Linked DNA regions of Mus musculus: region 1 is linked to region 2. Evidence: chromatin contacts called from public HiChIP or PLAC-seq data. All regions are on one chromosome and are shown on one strand. The core of a region is the stretch at or near the end of the contact, and the rest is flanking DNA. Distances in the headings are between cores, read along the strand shown.

The links. HiChIP or PLAC-seq counts read pairs in DNA pulled down with a chosen protein or histone mark.
Region 1: a contact with region 2 is called in an H3K4me3 HiChIP or PLAC-seq map of bone marrow-derived macrophages, with 4 times the contacts expected there. The contact joins the promoter of AV039307 here to the promoter of Mga in region 2. A contact is called at or near these places in 4 of 39 promoter capture datasets (the C10 cell line, cranial neural crest, liver and 1 more), 1 of 115 datasets of contacts at active chromatin or transcription factors (bone marrow-derived macrophages) and 2 of 9 other capture datasets (liver and macrophages).

Annotation. Positions count from the first base shown.
Region 1 is chr2:120,847,640-120,852,373 of GRCm38.p6, reverse strand. It overlaps AV039307 (expressed sequence AV039307), which reads right to left and starts at 1,718. Exons shown (of 4, transcript NR_038350.1): 1 at 1,609-1,718. Ttbk2 (tau tubulin kinase 2) reads left to right here and starts at 1,956. Exons shown (of 16, transcript NM_001024856.2): 1 at 1,956-2,318.
Region 2 is chr2:119,893,785-119,898,634 of GRCm38.p6, reverse strand. It overlaps Mga (MAX gene associated), which reads right to left and starts at 1,407. Exons shown (of 24, transcript NM_013720.2): 1 at 1,289-1,407.

The DNA of each region.
Region 1 (4,734 bases), core at 469-2,968, 950 kb before region 2:
AGACCAGGGTGACCTCAAACTCACAGAGAAACGCCTGCCTCTGTCTCCTGAGTGCTGGGACTAAAGGTGTGCACCATCACTGCCTATTTTCCCAAATCTTTCTGTATTAGTAGTTATCGCCACACAATCAACCAGTGTTGAAGATAATAGTAAACATTTATTTTTGATACTGCAGATTAAACCTTAAACATTTATTGTATCATATTTTTGTGGGGCTGAATGTGGGGAATGGCTTAGCTAGCTGATTCCGGCTTGGCTTATTTTACAAGGTGATTGTCAAGATGCCAGCTGGAAGCTGTAATTGCAGCATGCCCAAGACTGAGGCAGGAAGATCAAAAAACTGAGGCTATTCAGGGCTTCATGGGGGCTACAGCCTATCTTTAAAAGAAAACAATGAAGATTCCACAATGAAACCCATTTGTATCTTAACCTAATTTTTAAATTCTACCTGTTTTTGTAGCACATGTCTGTATTGAATAATGGGGGAAAAAAGCATTTTCCAACTTTCATCAATAGAAACAAAACAATCTGGCAACGCCTTCATGTTTGAATAGAACAAGATGACCTCACCATCAGTTGTCTTTTGTTTTGGTTTCTGTCCAAGAGTCTGCACATGACAGGCAGTAAGGATGTCTCCTGCTTGTAAAGGAATATAAAGAGGATGGTAGTTCCTTAACAGTAAGAACACTTTTGTCACCTAAGAAAATATTTGAAAGTAAAAGTGAACCTTTGAGCCGGGTGTGGTGGCGCACGCCTTTAATCCCAGCACTCGGGAAGCAGAGGCAGGCAGATTTCTGAGTTCGAGGCCAGCCTGGTCTACAGAGTGAGTTCCAGGACAGCCAGGGATATACAGAGAAACCTTGTCTCGAAAAACAAAAACAAAAACAAAAACAAAAACAAAAAGTGAACCTTTACAATTCATACCATTGCATCCTCTCTGTTCCTGGCAAACTCGTGGCAGTCATTGCAATTGTTAAGGAAAAAAGAACGTTGGGCATACAATATGGAATAGGTCCGCAGTTTGGTTTTGACATCAGTTTTGTGATCTTGGTAAAGTTTATTCTTAATTTTTAATGTCTATATAATGGATAGTAAAGAAAGAAGAGGGACTTACTCTTAGGTTTTGTTTTGTTTTTTTTCACCAAAGAGCTTGGCACATTCAACATGAAATACGTCTCCCATACAGCCTCGGTGTCCCACCCTTCATAGTTAGTCTTTGTGTGTCTTGAGCCACTCCTGCAAACTCCAAGCTTAGAGTCCCAGACTGGTCCACATGAAAGTTGTTCATTGTCTTTATCAAAAAGCCAATGAAATCTTTTTTCGTGGGTTGTGAATGGGCACTCCCTCGCCAGGCTGACATCTTTGTAACTCCTTTCTTTTCTCCCAATACCTTCGGGTTTCCCGGCCCTAGTTAGCAGCTTAGGTTAGGGGACAGCGCCCATTTCCCAGATCCTGGCAGCTCTAGGTCTGAGCAGGCGAGTAGACCTTAAGCAATGACCCGGCCTCACGATTCTCGACGCGACCGCCTCAGTGACAAAGCATTACCAATTTTCTTCCAAAGGGCCCAACTCTGTGGCCATAAGCACGCTGAGCTAGGAGAACACCTACTGAAGTCGGCTCTCAGAAGCACTGCGCCTTACATCTCTCCTCAGGACAGGCCGGCCGTTGCAGCGGAGGCTGGAACTACGAGTCCCAGAATTCCCAAGCACACGCGCACTGTCATTGTGATGCTCCTTTCCCGGTAACTCGCCCTCTCAGGCAAACCTGAAGATAGCGGCAATTCTCCGGTGGGGGGCGGAGACACTCTCGGCCCAATTCTCCGCCCCCTTCCTGATAGGCAATGGGACTAGCCAACCGACGCCACAGGCTGGGAACGTGCTCTCCAATCAGCACCCGCGGCGGAGAGGTGGGCGGTGCGCGCTGGCAGGGCGGGTGGGCTAGGCTGTGCGGCTTGCGGGGGGGAGAGTAACGTCGGGCCGGGTCAGCGGGCGCTGCAGTAGTCGCCGCAGCGGCGATGGGAGCGGTAGGGACGAGGAGGCGGCGGCGGCAGGAGGAGGAGGAGGAGCAGGGGCTGGCACGAGAGCAGCGGCCCGGGACAATCCGCAGCAATACCCGCAGCCGCTGCCGCCGCCTTTAGACGCGGACGGCATCCGAAGGGACCGCCGGCCGTCTAAGCCGCGCTCCGGTCCCGCCGCAGTGGGCGGCGGGGGATGGGCAGGCGGTGGCGGGCCCGCCTGCTGAGCGGTGACTCCTGCCGGTGCGGACCCTGAGCTAGACCCTCGTCCTCCGTCAGAGATCCTGCGTCCGCCGCGGCCCAGGTAGGACACACCCCCGAGCCCCAGGGCGTCTCCAAGAAGCTTCCCTGCGCCCGCCTCATCCCTCGTTCAGCTCAACCGAGGCGTGGAGGGGAGACTGCCCGAGACCCCTGGGTTTCTTATGCCCACGCCCTGAGGCGACGCCAGACCCAAATTGATCCTCATCCCACAGATCTTTCTGGTTCTGCCCCATTTCCCCGGAGGCTTTGGGTGCCTTCCCTGAACTTGGAGGTTCATGAAGCTGCTTCGTCTGTTTCTGTGGGTGACCCATATATCACTTGTACTCATGACTCTTCTGGCTACCAGGACCGAGCAGAGAGGAGTCTTTTGAAATTATGAGCGTTTCATTCTATCTTGCTTTTCCCACTGTAATGGAAGAGTGACGGGACTACCGAATCTCATTTGTGTGGTAACAAGGAAGGCCGGGACTTTGTAGTATTGAAGTAATGACCAGAGGGATTTGCTTTGACAAAGATGATGCTGTTGATACGCGGGGATGCCAAAAGAGGGACAAAAGAGCCTACATATACGCACTGTCGAGTCAGAGAAGTAAATAATCATGGGGATGCTAGGATACCTGATCCTTAAATGAAGTTCATTTTGTTTCAGTTGTGGCGCTGCCTTAGAGGTAAAAATGACATTGAGTTGTACTTTGCTTTGGATTAAAGTTGATAGGCTTCTCTCCCCTAGCTTTGGAAGCTGTCCTTTAACATTTAAAGAAGACAATTCTATTTTAACCTGTATATGATGGGAAGATGTTATTTAGTAGAATTGAATGTGTGTGAGAGAGTGTATTGTGAATGGACTCAAACTCTCAAATACAAGGAGGATTCAGGCTGTGTTTTGTTTCAGTGTTTGGTTTTGAGCCATTAATAGTTGCAGTGACATTAAACATGGACTTGCCAGGATAGACTGCAAAGATGTATCTGTTTTCTTTCAGCAAAGTGGACTAGAATAACATTCATTTAAGGAGTAAAAAAAATGAGGATTTTTTAAAAAGTATTGAGTGGGTTGAATACTTTTTACTTTTTATGTTGCGATTTTAAAGAAGCTGCAATGGTGACAGATATAACAGTATGCCATCTTGGAGAATCTATCCTGATGAGGATTATGATCTATTAAAAATTAAAGCATAATGAAAGAACTCTTTAACGCAGAAGCTTATATTTCCTGTATGATGAATTTTTATAGACACCAGAAAGGATGTTTGAAGCATGACTACAAAGGAAGGTTTCTCTAATAGTTTAACTTTATAATGGAGTGTTAGAAACTGATTTTCCTCTTTCAGTTTTGGACACATAAGAGACATTAAGGCTCATACATAACTTCATTTTATTTATAATTTCAAACTGAAACAATTTAATTATGAATAGAAAGCTGACTTAGAGATTGTATCTTGTTCATCATCTTGTATATGGTTCATGTATCATTGAATTCCATGTTGTATATGACTTCAGGTTCTCTTGTTAGGTACTGTTTTTTTTTTTTAATACCCCAGGAAAGCTGAGCAATTATGTAGGACTTCATATATCCTTAAATGTCATGTAAGAAATGAAGTTTGTATAATTTAAAAAATTCTAGGGAGCAATTTACACATAAAGATGCATTCAAAATGTGATAGTCATCGGTTGTTTAAAAGTGTTGAGATTTTTACTTTGTGTGTACCAGTGTTTTATCTGAACATGTATGCAGTGATAAACTATTGGTTTTTCAAAGCATAGTTAACACAGCTTAGTTCTGATTATGGAATTTAAGTTTCACTTTGTTGGCAAGCAGGAAGTTTTTTGTATGCTATACAACTTTTACAAGTGACACCTATGGATGATGTTGCTTTGTGGTTTAGAGGCAGAATTATTATGTAGTCCAGGCAGGTCCTGAAGCCCCAGGAATCCTTCTGACTGGGCCTCCCAAGTGCTGGAATTACAGGTGTTAACTACCATTTTAATGCCGTGCTGGGGTTCAAACCCAGGGCTTCATGCATTCTAGGCAAGCACGCTACCAACGGAGCTGTAACCCCAGCTTTACATTTTATTTTGAAAAAGGATCTTCCTAGTTTGCCCAGACTGGCCTGGGTCTTGTGATCTGCCTGTGTTTGTCACCTGAGTAACTAGGATTGCAAGCATGCACCACCACACCCAGCTCATTGATCTTTTTTTTAAATGTGTATTTGTTTTGCCTGCATATATGTAATTGCATTGTGTGAATGCTGCCTAGTGCCCAAGGAGGCCAGAAAAGGTGCTAGATCATCTACTGGAGCTAGCTGGACGATTGTAAGCTGCTTTGTGAGTGCTGGGAACTGAATCTGGGCCTTTGGAAGAGTAGACAGAGCGCTTAGCTACTAACCCAGCTCTCTAGCGCTCACTTTTTATCCATCCATCCATCCTTTCTTCCTTCCTTCCTTCCTTCCTTCCTTCCTTCC
Region 2 (4,850 bases), core at 158-2,657:
ATGTATAAAAAAATAAAACAGCCTCCAGTTACTCGCTTTTCAGCTAGCCACAAACATGAAAAAAATGTCGCAAAGAAAACTCTTCCAGGGTAGAGTCCCAAGGATCACGTGCAGCCAGGCGGAACCCTGTGTTCCTAAGGCTGTTCAGCCGCTTTCGGTTACCTTGGAGACTACACAACTAGTCACCCCGCCAGCCCATTTCCCAGCAGTCCTCTCGCTACTCTCCTGCACCTTAACTGCAGCAGCGTCGTGCGCAAAAAGCCAGCAAGACAGGCAGAGTTGACCAAGCACTTGGACACGCAAGCTTGGCAAGCTCAACAACACCCACAGACTGAGCATAAGTGAGCCCTAACTTCTCAAGATCCACGTGTCGGCTTCGGCGACGCGAACAAGAGTGGGTCTCCCTCAGACGGAGATTTTTCCCGTTCTACTAATCAAGCCACTCTTCAGGCACTCTTCACCCATGCCTGCTACCATCCTTTTGCCAGAGAAAAAGAGACATTCTTGGGGAACGAAAGAGAAGGCTAATGCCCTTGCGCACCTTACACTCGACTCAAAGACGTACTTGAAAATTCAACAGAAACGGGAAGTCCTATGGACAGAAAACCAGTCAGGTTACCCCAGAAAGAGAAAAAGGAACCACCACCTGTTCCCTACCTGTTTTCTCCGCCTTCGAATTAGCACTTACAAATCACAGCTCCTTTGTTTACAAAGTTCTCACTCTCATTCAACTCACTCATCGCCCCCTCATTAAATTCGGGGCCTTGCCTCAATTTGACCCGAAATTACACGCTAGGAAATGTTTGAATAGGTGTCAAAACACTGCATCCAGTTCCTTGGAGAAACAGACATTGGTTGTTTCCCTCGGAGAGTTGAAACTCAGAGAGCTGAACTCTTAAAACCTGTGCTTATTCCATCGATAACCAGGCTAGAAATCGTCACGCGGAACGTGCCATGCTGTTCAACACCCCACGCACGCGAGGGCAGGGCCGTGCCGTAGGCACTTCTCACCCCGCCCGCCTCGTGGTCTCGGTCTCCGGCGTCGATGTTCCTAGTTAGTTCTCCGAGCGACACGGAAGTGAGGTCGGGGAGGCGTGCGAGATGACATGCGCAACTCGCTCAAGGGACCAAAGGCTGCACAGCGTAAGGCCCAGCCAGGCCCAGGCGTGCGAAGCTCTCTCTGCGGAACGCTGGGCAAGCCGTTCAAATACACAAGTGGTTTAAACTCAAAAAAACTCCAATCGGGCCACTATTGAAGCGACGCCCTCCACCCAGGCCCGAGAGTTACCGTGCGGGGCGTGGCCGGCCTCACCCCGAGTCCTTCACATCCCTCTAGGGGAGGGTTATTCTGAAGGGTTCGCACACCGTGTGTCCGCTTCAGCTGAAGAGCCTGCGCACGCACCGGATGTCCACGTCACTGCGCACGCGCTCCTACCAGCTTGGAGCCGACCGCGCAGGCGCATAGGGAGGCGCGAGCAGCACCTCTTTGCCCCTCCCCCAACATCAGGAGGCCAAACAGCCCGGAGCAGCGTCAGGACCCTTGGGTTCCGCCCACGGAGCCGAAGCCGTAGCCTTTTCGCATTTTAGTAATCCAGAAAGAACTTATGAAGCTTCCAGAATCAGGAAAGGAGAGACAGGAGAGAGGTACACAATACGCTCAATCCTGTATTCGAAGCCTTCGTGAAAATTCTGAAACCACTGCCCTCCAGGCCTTTCCCAACAAGACTCTTCAGCCTTTCCCAGAGACTTCTCACCGGCCCCGCCCCTGCCGTACCCAGCCCCACCCACATGAAGCTTCATAGACCTCCTGGCTTCGCAAATCCTTCAAAAAAAAAAAAAAAAAAAAAAAAAAAACGGAGGACCTCCTGTACAAAGTGCTATGGGGTTGGAAAGTACCAGAACACTGGAAAAGCTTGAAGCAAACACCACGAAAGAAGAGTAAGCAATTTTCCAATATTCGCCAACAAAGAACACTAGGAAAATTCGAGAAAGCCTTGTTGAGCGCAGAGAATGGAAGTTTATGCCTATATTCTCAACACTGAGGCTGAAGCAGGATTGCTGCGAGTTCGAGGCTAACCTGAATTCTATAGTGAGTTCACGTTCCAGAGTAGGCTAGGCTGCCAAGACACCGTGCTGGAATGAAAAGCAAAGCAAAGAAAGGTTCTATAAAGGAAAAAGAGCTGCCACTAAATTGCCTGATACCAAGATGAAAGATGTCTTAAAAAGAAATGGTCAAGAATATTTTTGTTGTTGTTGTTGCTTCTTCAAGACAATGAAGCTTAAAAATGTAAAGAAAACATTAACCAACAATGTATATTTTTGTTGTTGTTGTTGCTTCTTCAAGACAATGAAGCTTAAAAATGTAAAGAAAACATTAACCAACAAGTATGTCAGACAATTGCCAAACTAAGTCAGAGAGCAATAATTCTCAACCAAACATCAAAAATTTTAGGTTTTTTTCTCTACCATTTACTACTTTCATGCTGCTAACCTACCAGTAAATGTTTAAAGTGAAAAGGAGTAATTACGAAATAATTAAGTAGAAAACATAAAATGCAGTCCATATTCCCAAACTTTTCACTCTCAAGAGATAATAGAAAAACTTATTTTGTGCTAAGTGACAATACAAACACTTTGAAGGAAACCAAGAATGTAAGGATGGAGCCAAGAGGAAGGACAAGGATAGCCAACAGGGTTGATCTGACTTGCTTCGTTTCACTTAGCTATTTATTCCTGAGGAGATACGCAACACATAGGCAGAAACTGAACTAAAGTTTACAGACTTCTGAAATCCATGATTCAGGAAAACCATTCAAGATCTTAGAAGACTGAAAACCATTTCTTTAACACGTTCCTCTTCTCTGACTCAAGAACCTTTCCTACTAAACCAAGATGCCTTCTCGAGGGTTATAATGGTTTCTCAAAAAAATCTCATTTTTCTGAGACTAAAATTTGAGTTTATTTACTAGTAAAATGTCTGCCCCTAAGGTATGAATGACTCGGTAGCATCTCAAAAAAAGACAACCCAAATAGCATCTCTAATTGGAAAAATCTACGAGAACAACTTGCATGGGAAAGTACAACAGAAATGCTCTTTGGTGCTCTTTCCCTGCTCCAAGCAAACATGAAATACCAGATTTCAATTTTCAACAATTACTGATTTTCATTACTGAGTAGCTAGTTTCCTGAGCATATTGTCAATCACTTTCCCAAAATCCTAAGAATGTCTGCCCTCACATTCAGGGCTTTCTCATTGTTTTCTCTGAAGACCTCTTCTCACAATTTCTAGAGCTTCTTGCAGACCTCCATTGCTGACTCAAAAGGCATGACTTTCTTACAACTCCATCTCCCTACAGGTGACAAGATTTACAGCTTGCTCACCCTACTGCTTTTCTCTCAACTACTGAAATGGTCCTCCAGATTAATTTGTTTTAGGTAACAACAAATTTCTAAGATGCAGCATTAGATCCCTTAATAGGTACAATACCCATAAGTTTTCAAAGTGGAGTCTAGTTAGCCTATAAAAAGTAAGAGTCTGAGAGTTCTTTGAGCATTTGTGTTTTTATATTCTAATCTACAATTAATAATATAGCTATACTTATTTCAGTGATTCAGTTTAGATTTACCAAGTAACCATTTTTGCTTATAGTAGGGTTTCATGTATCCCTTGCTGGCTTCAAAATCACATAGTCAAAGATGACTGAACTTCTGATCCTCCTGGCTCCACCTCTGGGTACAAATAAATAGATGGCACTGCTAAAGTTGGTTTTATGCATGCTAGGCAAGCACCCTATCAATTGTACTATATCCCCAGGGACCAAGTGACTGGGATTTGTTTTGTGTTTTTAAAATTGCTTTTTCAAGTTACATTGAAACACAATAGTTACATTCTACTTTCAATGTAGTGTTCCTCAAATTGTACTTAGTTGTATTCTATTTTCATTGGCCAGATGCCATGGTACATACCTTTAATCCTGCACTATGAGACAGAGGCAAGTGGATCTCTGTTAGTTTGAAGCCAACCTGGTTTGCATATTGACAACCAGAGCTACATAGACAGACCTTGTCCCCCCGGCCTCCCCCCCCAAAAACACACAAAGGGAGAAGAGGGGAAAACCATCCTTAGCCAGAAATGATGGTACATGCCTAATATCAAGCATTTAGGAAAATCCTAAAAACTCCCAAACAAGCCAAAGCTATAAAGTAAGTTCGAGGTCAGCATGAACTACCTGTCTCCAAAAAAAAAAAAAAAGGAAGGAGAGATAGAGCTCAGAGGCAGAGTAATTGCAAAAGTACATGCACAAAACCCCGGATTCAATCTCCAGCATTAAAAATCTAAAACCTAGCCAGGCAGTGGTGGAGCACGCCTTTAATTCCAGCACCTGGGAGGCAGAGGCAGGCAGATTTCTAAGTTCGAGGCCAGCCTGGTCTACAAAGTGAGTTCCAGGACAGCCAGGACTACACAGAGAAACCCTGTCTCGAAAAAAAAAAAAAATCTAAAACCTAGCCAGATGTGATGGCACATACCTTTATTCCCAGTACTCTGGAGATAAAGGCTGGTGGAGCTCTGTGAATTCTAGACTGGACTGATCTACAGAGTTCTAGGACAGCCTGTCTAGGAAAAAAAAAAAAGACACCCTTCTACTGTACCATGTCTTAGGCCCATGTTTCTCACATTTTACCTAAGAGGATCTTCCCTAATCTTTCATACTTCAATGCCATTTGTTAAAGAAACTTCCTACTAACAAAGAGGACTAGATGAAGTATACTGTAAACCCTGTCTCGAAAAACCAAAAAGAAAGATTAGATACTAAAGAGGGCATAACTTACAATGAATAATCATCTTTAAT